4 separate regions of the Sus scrofa genome follow, and all the other regions are linked to region 3. Evidence: chromatin contacts called from public Hi-C data. All regions are on one chromosome and are shown on one strand. The core of a region is the stretch at or near the end of the contact, and the rest is flanking DNA. Distances in the headings are between cores, read along the strand shown. Region 1 has its middle 140 kb from the start of TMX1. Region 2 overlaps LOC106509105 (a long non-coding RNA gene). Region 3 overlaps LOC102162767 (a long non-coding RNA gene). Region 4 has its middle 57 kb from the start of TMX1.

Region 1 (2,700 bases), core at 113-2,612, 160 kb after region 3:
TGGCACCATTAATAGCTTTTGAATTATTGCTGTATTCTATGCATTGTTCTTTCTGCTTTTAAGCATTATCCCACTTAATCCTCACAACAACCCTATAAGCAAATACTTTTATAGCCCAATTTCCGTACATGGGGAAATAGAGGCTCACAGCTGTTAAGTTGCCAAAATAACACTGCTGGTTATGTTATGGAAGCTAAATTTGAACTCGGCCAGTCCAACTTGAAGACCCATGCTCCTGTCCACCAAAGCAAAGTCATCATCTCCATGATGCTGTGCTGCTTGGAGTGACCGCCTCTTACATCTCTTCTTATGTGTCCTTTGCTACCTTCTCACCCTTTCTCTCCTTTTTCCCAAGTGATGAATAAGCCCAGGACCTATTCCCCCTCTGCCCAGAAACCTAAAGATCATTTCATGACAATGAGGACTCAGCCTGTATCTGGGCGAGTTCATATAAAATACTTGCCCCATGTTTAATAAATGGTATTGTTATTGTTTTATTATATGAGAACAGTGCTGTACATGAGAATATACTCCAATACATTTTTTATTTGATTTTCAAACTCTGCATGCTCAAGACCAAGTTAATTACATTTTTCTCCAAGGACTTTTTGCCTCTCTGTTCTTTCATGGTTCTGTCATCCTCCCCCTCCCGTGTTCAAAATCTGAGTCATCTTTAACTCCTCCTTCTTCATTAGTCTCCACATTTGATCTGTTGCCTGGTCCTGTAGGATCCACTCCCACCAATATTTTGAGCTTTTTCCCTCATTTCCATTTTCCCTGCAGCTAAAGCACACTCCAAGAATACCATCCTCCTCAATCGAAAACCTTCAATGACTCCCTACTACCCACAAAATTACATGCAACTTCCTGAATCAAACATGAAGATTTCTTTACAATGTCTTCACCTGATCTTTCAACATTCACTTAAATTAATTCGCTATATCTGTCCAACCTCATTCATGCTATACAGAATTTATGTCTCATTTTTAAGCAAAGGGGAATGCTGCAGGGCTTCAAACAGATTGAGTCACACACATTTTGTCTTACAATTGTCAGACTCTCCTTAATGTGACTTTAGAGTAATTTGGCTCCAAAAGTCCTTATAACATCTTGCAGATATCAGCTAAGATTACTTCATCTTTTTAAAAAAGTAAATTATTCTCCACAGTGACACTTGCAAAATAATCCCCACAGTAACACAGAAAGCTGCTCCTTCCATTCCATGTAGCAGTAGAAAATGAAAAGAGAAAGGTACAGATTACTGTTGGGTTGCTAAAACTGTGAAAATCCCTTTAAATGTTCTTCCTTGTCCTAATAAAAAAGTGTGGTTCCCAAATAAGAATCAGTGTGAGTCAGAGGGATTGTAGTCATGACATCCGGTGCTATAAACAGGGTTACCCTAAATGATGAAAGCAGCCTACGGATAGTGAGACAGGTAGCAAATTTTTTCCTAGATTTTGATTTGTTTAAGAACTCACATGAATCATCTTGAAACTTAATTTAGCAAAATTATTTAAATTCTACATTTTTAAAGAAGTAAAAATTATCTTATTCTCTATGGTAAGCCTGATATTTGGCCAGGCAATCAAGGCACTGAAGTGCCCCCTAGTGGCAGCCTATCATTATTGTATGTTCATACTTCCCTTGTGGCACCTCCAACTTCAACCTTTCCTGAGACCTACAGACACCTCTGCCTACACAGTGCTACTTCAGGGGCCATTAGTCCTTATCCTCTGCCCGTCTTTCAGAAATCCCCAACCACCTAGCCAATGCTTGATAGTCGTCTGGTAGTCCTTTATACCTTTTGGAATAAAGCACTGGGTGAGACAGAAGCTATGTGTCATGTGCACTTTGATGTCAACAGGCTGCTCCATGGTGTAAATAAGCTTGTCACTCTTTGCTGAGAAGGGTTTTGACAGCAGAGACATATGCCAGAGGCTTCAGAAGAGAAGGGGTTATTCCTGGCAAAAGGAAGGGCACAAAACAAAGGCGCTAAACAGGCCATTGGTCAATTTCGTCCATCTCAATGTTTTCTTTTTTTAAAACCCTAGTCAGCTCTGGGAAGTAGCTTTGGTGGAAGCAAAGACCTTTTGGTGAAAAGGAGCCTTAGCATGAACAGAGGCACTTGGACAGGTGGGGGTTGGGGGAGGGGTATGATCATCCCTCCTGAGTGCCTCTACCCTTCCCTGCCAGCATTAGGAAATTACTCTGATAAGTCCTGAGAAATGTGTTTAACCTAGTTCTCAGCACACGTCACTAACACTTTCTGCTTATTTGCCCCAGGCTCAGAAGAGCTACATGACCTGCTTACAGTTTAACACATGCCGGTGGCTAAGTGATTTTTTTTCTCATTTCTTTAGGGAAAAAAAAAAATAATGGTAAAAATCAGATCCTAGGAATCCAATCTAATGTTAATACTAGGAAAACCTTTATTACAGTCATCAGCTGGTTTGGGAGATCAATGAGGAAGGCTTCTTTTCTAAGAAAAGAAGGAGGATTGGGCCAGGAATGCCAAGCCTCAGAATTTCATCCTTCCACATCCCTGATTCCAGCACTGACTCAGCTATGCACATATCCAAATCCCCAAAGATGCTTGTACTTAATACTGGCTGATTCCAGGAGAGAAAAAGAAAATGTAGCCAATGACTACATTCTTATCTTTTCCTAGATCAAGATGAGTAGGAGCTCAGTACTCCCAAT
Region 2 (2,700 bases), core at 5-2,504, 200 kb before region 3:
CAGTGGTTAAGGATCTGGCATTGCTGTGGCTGTGGTGTAGGTCAGTGACTGCAGCTCCCATTTGACCCCTAGCCTGGGAACTTCCATATGCTGTGGGTGGGGCTCTAAAATGCCAAAAAAAAAAAAAAAAAAAAAAAAAAAAAATCAGAGTCCAAATAGTGTGATAGTTGTTGGCTCCTATGACTTTCCACAGCCTCCCGAAAGACTAAGAACTTGAAGGGAGGAGTCAGAGGCCTTATTTTTATTTATTTTGACTTCCTAGCATTCAGCTCAAAGCCTTCCTTACAGAGAGCTCTCAGACAAGTGTGCAAACACCTGAAGAGTCAACCCTGAACCAACTCAGGTCCTGCCTCTCAGGCAGAGCTTCCCTTCCACTGACTCTGGGTTGAACTTTCCCCTCTCTGAATTTGCTACCTTCTTTACAATAACTCAGCTTTTTTTTTTTTTTTTTTTTTTTGCAGTCACTGATTTGAGCTCTGTATTTCAGTTCTGGAAATGCAAACACACACTCTTATTCATCATTCAAGTCTGATAATCTCTTTCTGTTGTTACAAATGCCTAAGAATTAAAAAGGAGAGGGAGAGGGTGGTATATTACTGGAGAGACTTCTTTAAATTACCTGTTTTCATGACCACCTGCATCCTGGGAGAGGCTGAGCTTCAGCAAGTTGACAGGTTCCATGTCCTGGTGCTAAATGAGCCTCCCTTTACCAGGTGGGCAGAGGGAGGACTGCTGCCACGGTGAGGCCGGCTCACGGGCTCACTCACTCCTCTGTGGGTTCAGGTGCGCCAGCCGGGTGAGAGGCAGAGTGGACCTGGGCTGATGAGGAAAAGGCAGCGGCATTAGGGAGACTGTGGGTACACCTGTGACCTGTTTTTAGTTTGCGAATTCTGGCCACATCTCCAGCCTTAAAAAAACAAAACAAAAAACAAAACTCCTTGTCCTGCTCTCTTCCCTCAGATGAGATGCAGAAATGTAGCTAAAATGCAACCTAGAGATGTTTGGGGAGGGGCATTGACAGGATGAGTCAACAATGGAGGTCAAACAAGGAATTTGGAAAATCCATAACATACGAATATCTTCCTCCTCAAATCATCCTAGTTTTGGCAATAGAGCCTTTGGTTGCTGAGGTGGAGTTTGTTACAACATTTCCTGGCATCCCAAATAGCCAAAGGTTCTGGGTCCTTTGTACTAAACCACTCACTCTGACCACCAGGGGTCAGGCTGCAGCCAAGAACAGGAGGCGGACGCTCCGGAGCCCAGCTCTGTTTTCTGCCCCCAGGCCCTGCCTTGCTGACGAGACCTCACTCCAGACCCGAGCGCCTCCAGCAGTGGCTTGTGGGATTCCTTTCTCATTTGTAATAGAAGCTGCTTGGAGTTGAGTTAATTCCCTTTGTGAATCATATACTTCCTTCATTTTCATTTGTTAAGTTTAAGAACCACTCACATAAGAATCGTGTTTGGGGGGTGGGGAGCTTATTAAAAAGCAGATTCTGGGCACTGCTTATGGAGGCTGATTCTGGGGTGGAGGGGTTGGGCCCAAAGAATCTGCGTGTTATGCACACTCTGACTGGTTCTGAAGCAGTTGCTGCAGAACCACACTTTGGTAGAAGGCTTCAAGTTCCAATCCAAGCAGCCCCTGAGTGGAGCCTTCAGCTTTGTGCATGCCCAGGACTCCATGAGGACTAGGCCCATGTGTCCTGCCACCCCAGGACTCTAGGCCATCAGAGGCGTGGTCTCTGGCACATTAATCAACACCAAAGTGGGATGGGGGAGGCAGGAGAGGAAGAGAAATTCATACAGCTCAGTGCCCAATGAAGACCACTGGCAGCCCGCCCTGACCTCTACTGACATCCTTTATGCTTTACATTCCTCCTGACTGTTCCTGGGCACTGGTTTCCTTATTTGATTCCCTTTGATGTGCCTCTCTCCTCCTCATTGCTCAGAAAGAGTGTCCTGGGTTTGGAGATAGCTAAGCTACAGAGCTCAGGATAGTGTTTGCTGTCCTGCATTGGTGCTAAGACATGGTTTCCAACATGCGTACTTGATACACTAAGAAAGAGTTTTCAGGTAGGAATGGGAGCGAAACACACCCTCAAACATGCGCATTCACTGTAAGATGCAACCTAGGTCCAGAACAATAAAACATGCGTTTTATTTTTTGTATTTTTAGGGCCGCGCCCATGGCATATGGAGGTTCCCAGGCTAGGATAGCGGTCAAATCAGAGCTGTAGCCGCTGGCCTAGACCACAGCTCACAGCAATGCCGGATCCTTAACCCAATGAGTGAGGCCAGGGATTGAACATGCGTCCTCATGGATACTACTCAGGTTTGTTTCTGCTGAGTCAGGACGGGAACTCCAAGAAAACGTGCATTTTAGAATGGAGAGAAGCATCTCTCTTGTTCGCATAATCCAATGCTGCTTCATTCATTCAACTCAAATTCACAGGGTGCCTGTGGGGCCAAGAACCTGTTTCAGGTGCTGTGGGTGGAGGGTTAGGCAGTGCTGCTATTAATGGTATAGGAGGCAGGTAATAAAATACTAATAAATGAATTAGAAAACCAGAGTTGGAGACTGTGACATTTGCTCTCGGAGAACTAGAGACGGTTACATGGTAGAGACGTGATGGAAGAGCCCGATGTTGAACAGGGTGTTCAGGGACCATTTCTGAGCGGGGGTCATGCAGCTGAGCCTGGAAG
Region 3 (2,700 bases), core at 12-2,511:
TCAATTTTCATAAAGTCAAGGGTAAATATACCATGACCAAATTCACTTTCTTTTCCTGCTTCAGGGAAACATCTTTACAGCAGTGTTTTAGGCTCTAACTTGTACCGCCCCTACCTTCCCCCACACTTCCCCGAGCCAAAAATTGAGTAGGGTTCATCTTTTTTTTCTATTTTTTTTCTATTTTCTCTCAAAAAAGGCAAAATGTAGCTTCAGAAATCCACTGAGAACTAGACGCACTTCAGAACAAGGGGAGGGACCCAGAGTTAATTACCCTAAGTCGGCAGAGCGTGTTAGGAATTCATCATGATCATGATTGCCTTATACTGAAGCCCCGCAGAGGCACCTGCAATTAATTTTGATGGCTACCAGCCACAGGGTACCTAACACCTAGTGGGTGATTAAGAATGAATTACGACTCTTTCATTTAAAAGGGCCCAGGAAAAAAATGGGGACAGATGCCAGATATGTTTACATTACTTATAGGGCTTAGCAATCATGAGCACTTCCATTTTTTTTCTGGCAATGCCTCTTTTTAATTTTGCCACATTTTAAGTGACACTTGTCCTTTGGTGCTGTAGCCATACTGTCCTAATGCTGCTTTTGCAAATAATAGGAATTCCTTTCTTTCTAAGATCCAGAAATCTTTGGGTATCATTCTTTCTTAGGAGAAAAGAAAGTGGTAATGAGCTCCACTATTTGATGCTAGGCATGCATTTTTTTAGTAAAAGATTATTTCATAGTAATACCTCATTAACATCCTGTGTATTCCAAGATGAATATTACATAACACTGTTTACAAAGCCCGGGCTGGGACACAGTTTTGTTCAATTACCAAAGACCTGATATATTTTTTCAGGGTCACACCAAGAGCAATCCAATCTCAAAATCTTTGGGAAATATGCCCACACTCCAAAATGCTTCCAGATGTGCCTTTCTGGGGTCAAAGAAACTCTCCTTATAGTTGGTGTTTCCTTGGCACAGTCCCAAGATTATTACATCATATTTAATGATGAAGGTAAAGCTGAGCATCACAATGATTAAAAACAAATCATATTTGAGTAGGACACCATAAGAAAGTTCTCAGAGGGTAGGAAAAAAATGGTTTACTTAAATTGCTCCATACTAATGTGCACTGTGGGGCTCTTAATGTTCATCGCCAGAAGATGCATTTGGTTAGGGCACACCAGGCTAGGATATGAATCATGGAATGCCACTCCAGGACTATTACAGGATGTGCATACGATATAAACCAGAAAGGGCTGCCTGTTAACCTCCGTGACTCATTCATTATAGCCTGTGGCTTCAAGGAAGAGTTAGGAATCAGGATGACATCAGGCGCAAGCTGAGCAAACTTGCAGCCAAGAGGAACAGAAACATCAACTTCCCAGCAGAGACCATGATGCAGAGACCCATATATTACCTTGGATCTCAGAATTATGTAACCTGTCAGTGGTGGGTGCTCTGGGGGTAGAGGGTTTTGTGCTTTTCTTTCTTTCTTTTCTTTTTTTCACCCCTTGGTATAAATATTTAAACTTCTCCATAACACGAGAGTTACAACTTACTTTCCTAGAATGAAATTCTCAAACTAATTGACAGCCAAACACTCTGTGGAATTTCTGCATGCCCACGGCTTTTTCCATTACAGAACACCCAAAGTTTTTATCTCCCTCAATTTTCACTATGTTACTGCTGTCAAGCCCTCTCAGAATCGAGGGACTCTGGTTCTTAGTTAACAAGGAAGGCACTAAGAGCATATTAGGAAGATTCCTCTATTATCTGAACTGTTCATTTGAAATCTAACAGGTAGTGTTATAAAAATTTTTGCTAGCATTGGCTTTTAAACGCTCTTACTTGGGTTTCTCAAAATCTGTTCCCTACAGAGATACTATCTCCATTCATCTTTATAACTAAGATCTTTAATAGCATCAGAAGTATGCAAGACTGAAACCCAGCCTGAGACGGATATTGTCAAGCAGTGTACTTATTATGGATATGAGCTGTTGATATTGGTTCAACTATAGTGACAATGACATACAGTGGACAATTTTTTTTTGGTTGCCCAACCTTTTTTCCCCTCCACCTCATCTTCCTAGAGTAATAATACCCCAGTTTAACTGGAGGGTGAATTATCTCCACCCTATTGGGTACAGTCTGTTCGGGCTCTTAAACTAGAGTCAGGAATGTGACAGTTCTGAGTGAACTTCAGGAGTTTCACAGGGACTATAAGAAAAGCAGTTTTCTCTTTCCTGGTGAATATGATTTTGGAAAGACCTTTCCAATGGATACTGGGAGGGGGGCTGACACAGTAGAAAGCATAGAAATCCAGCATTATGAACTGGTAAGAACCCTGCCGTGAGCCATGTTTGAAAACAGACCTATTCCTGGATTTTTACTTTTGGAGCCAATAATTCACTCTTTAGCTTAAGATACTTTGGATCAAGAATTCTATGATTTGTTACAGAAATCCAGAATTATCAGATTTTTTGACCAAGTGTTAAAAATTGTTCAATGCTACTTAATAGTGAAATTTAATAAGCTGTCTCAAGGAAGACAAAAGTGGAGGTGAATGTTTTGAATTTAGATATAATTCCCTGTTTTCATAACTTTCATCCTTTTTTTTTCTCTCTCATCAAATATTTTGTCAGGATGAAGATGCTAATAAGCACTTCAATGAGTTGATTAGGTTTTCACTGCTTTTTT
Region 4 (2,700 bases), core at 136-2,635, 240 kb after region 3:
ACTAGGATACAATTCCCTAACCACAGGCTCCACGGTCATGCAAGCCTCTCCTTGCTTTGACGTCTCTTTCATTCAGGAAGAATTGGCATTTTCTCCTGTCACTCAGCTGGGCTTGTGATGGCAACCCTATCGTGGAGCTTAGTAGAACTTGCTTCTACTTTAGGGATGGCTCTTCCTCTCTTAGCTTCTAGAAAGCACTCTGTTGTTGCTTTGCAAAACATATGAATTTGTGTTCATTCCCCCAACCATGTATATCTGCTCCACCAATATCAAAGCCCTGTTGCTCTGTTTCCACACCATTTTGCACACAATAAATTTTTCATTTCAGTGCCAAGTAATAGTGTAATCTTTCTGAGGGTCTTTCAAATAGGAACTCACCCCAACAGCTGCACTAAATTCAGTGCATTTAATTCAACCGAAGTGATGGCAATATGAACAACTATGTCCAGGTTTGAAGCACTATTTACAATGGCATCTCTGCTGAGCATAGCTGACACTCCCAAGTAAACCCCAGAGATGCTGGAACGTAGAAAATGTGCATTCCAGAATCAATGAAATATGGTGCCCATTTCCTACCACAGTCCCCCCATTTTAACGTCCCTAGTAGACTAGGAGTCATAACTAAGAGGAAAATAATCCCAGCTAAGATGAAGGTAGTGGTTAAAAAAATTAATATAGTCTTTTCACTGTTCTGACTCATTGCACTCTTCTGATTCATTTCCATTGTTCTGTCTTGAAGTGAGGGACTCAAAGCTACCTTTCTTCCCTCATCACCTACACTATGCCTGGTCAATTTGTAATGATCGTAATAACAGTATCTCACTACATCTCTTGTTCCTACCTCAATTTGTCTCTTTTTCCCCCCCTCTAATAACCTGGAAGTGAGAGTACCTGACTCCTATGTCATCCATCAGTGCTGGTACCATGACTTCTAGTTTATAAAAAAATTCCTTCCTCTTATTTTTATTATGCTTCTCCATAAAAATGTCATTAAGTAATAGACACAGGAAGAGACTATGATTTTCCAAATGATGAAAGTAGGGTACAAAACACAAAAGCATGGAGTGCTGGTGGGGGAACCTGCCCTCAGGCTTCCACATTAGTTCTTGTGTCCTCTGATGTCAGGATTCCTGTAAGAGGAAACTCCAGACTCCAGAAATAGAAGAAGCTGTTAATGAGATCCTGGAAAATGTCTCTCATGTTCAGGGTGAAAAGGATTTATTGTGGATTCCTTAGAAGTTAGAAGTCTACTTTTTACTTTTACCTGTTCAATTTAGTAAATACTCATTAAAAGACTATGCAAAAATCACATCGGGCAGGATGCTGTTGGAGCTTCAAGGATGAAAGTCATGGTCCTGCCCTCCAGTGACTCATAATTGAGAGCTGTTCTCAATTTGGAGATGGGGAGAGAGGCAGGGAGGGGACACTGACCCTTTTGTGAATCAGATGACATTTACAGGCTCCGGAAAACTTTCCATGCACACACATGGTTTTACAAATAATTTCTTGGGGTTTACAGAGCTCCTGGGCATTGGAGAAGTCACTCGTGTGTATGACTAACATCTAGCCACAAAACCCACATAGATGAACTTTTTCTCACGGTTACCCCTATCCAAATACAAAGACACCAAGCCAGGCAAACAGTTTCAGAAGAAAGCAAGAGCCTGCCGTTTTTGCCCAGGTTTTCTTGATTAACAGCTGCTCCAGAAATGCCTTATTCATCTCCCTCAGACTTGGTGTTTTGAGGCCTTCTTTCCTGGCAGGGATTGCCTGTATTCTCCAGAATGTGGAGACAGCCAGAGCCACAGGGAAGCTGAGACTCTCCTCAGTGGACTTGCCCACAACACCTCCTACCCCCAGGCACCCCCACTCCTTTCCAGCCCCTGGGAGACCTGCTGAAGCCTCTTTTTACCATACGACCCGAGCAGAAAGGAGGGCTCCTCTTGAAGAGGCTGGGGAACCCCACCCTGTAGGGAAATCTCTGGCCAGGGCTATGGCTGCAAGAGGTTTCTGGCCTTTGCTGAGTTGGCTTGTGTTTGGGGATTTTCCAGTCATTTACTGCTCTGGAAAAGCAACCAGATTGTTCATTTTAAGTCCGGATGTTGAAGTGTCACTGAATCGCTGGGGACTGACGTCTGGGATCAGAGCCTTGTCTTGACAGGAGCCAGAGCCTCCGTATCACTTAAGGACACAGACACTCCGGCTTCTTCCCCACATTTACTTGTGAATATAAATATGAGATTTCTATTATGTTCTCCACACCCTCTCTTAAGAAAGGGGACAGATTTCCTGTCCTGGCTTTTCATCCTGACCTTCAGGGTTAGAGCCACAAAGTGTCAGTCAAAACCCTGACACTATAATCATTTTCTAATGCTTATCATCCTTCTACTCTGGATGCTGGTGCCTCAAGGGAAACCACAGAGGAAGTTTCATTCGGAATATTACTGGTACTACTAGTACTAATAGTAACAAGACACAGCACTTTTTGGTTTAAAAGGGGCTTTCACCTTTACTGTTATTTTAGCAATATCCCTCTAAGATAATGTATCAGTAGGGATCGCAGCAGGAATCAAGGGCACATTTAAGGAATTGAAGTGAAAATTATTTAAAGAAGGAACTATTTACAGAAATATGTCATAGTCCGATTAGGAAAATAGAAACTATGCCAATTATTTTAATAACAAGAATTTGCTTAAAAGA

The links. A called contact is a pair of places that touch in the nucleus more often than the background predicts.
Region 1: a contact with region 3 is called in a Hi-C map of embryonic fibroblasts, with 2.4 times the contacts expected there. The contact joins two enhancer-like sites. A contact is called at or near these places in 4 of 47 Hi-C or Micro-C datasets (embryonic fibroblasts and fibroblasts).
Region 2: a Hi-C map of embryonic fibroblasts shows a contact between it and region 3, with 2.4 times the contacts expected there. The contact joins two enhancer-like sites. A contact is called at or near these places in 2 of 47 Hi-C or Micro-C datasets (embryonic fibroblasts and epiblast stem cells).
Region 4: a Hi-C map of embryonic fibroblasts shows a contact between it and region 3, with 2.6 times the contacts expected there. The contact joins two enhancer-like sites. A contact is called at or near these places in 2 of 47 Hi-C or Micro-C datasets (embryonic fibroblasts and fibroblasts).

Annotation. Positions count from the first base shown.
Region 1 is chr1:181,069,248-181,071,947 of Sscrofa11.1, reverse strand. No RefSeq gene overlaps it. Among named protein-coding and RNA genes, the nearest start is that of TMX1, 140 kb to the right of the region's middle. Within about 2 kb of position 1,362, at least 15 of the 83 cell types and tissues checked have an H3K27ac peak or open chromatin away from gene starts, as enhancers often do. A contact at or near this core is called in embryonic fibroblasts, where this site is marked.
Region 2 is chr1:181,427,200-181,429,899 of Sscrofa11.1, reverse strand. All of the region lies in intron 1 of LOC106509105 (a long non-coding RNA gene), which reads left to right. Among named protein-coding and RNA genes, the nearest start is that of GNG2, 57 kb to the left of the region's middle. Within about 2 kb of position 1,254, at least 18 of the 83 cell types and tissues checked have an H3K27ac peak or open chromatin away from gene starts, as enhancers often do. A contact at or near this core is called in embryonic fibroblasts, where this site is marked.
Region 3 is chr1:181,224,837-181,227,536 of Sscrofa11.1, reverse strand. All of the region lies in intron 4 of LOC102162767 (a long non-coding RNA gene), which reads right to left. Among named protein-coding and RNA genes, the nearest start is that of FRMD6, 110 kb to the left of the region's middle. Within about 2 kb of position 1,261, at least 9 of the 83 cell types and tissues checked have an H3K27ac peak or open chromatin away from gene starts, as enhancers often do. A contact at or near this core is called in embryonic fibroblasts, where this site is marked.
Region 4 is chr1:180,989,521-180,992,220 of Sscrofa11.1, reverse strand. No RefSeq gene overlaps it. Among named protein-coding and RNA genes, the nearest start is that of TMX1, 57 kb to the right of the region's middle. Within about 2 kb of position 1,385, at least 22 of the 83 cell types and tissues checked have an H3K27ac peak or open chromatin away from gene starts, as enhancers often do. A contact at or near this core is called in embryonic fibroblasts, where this site is marked.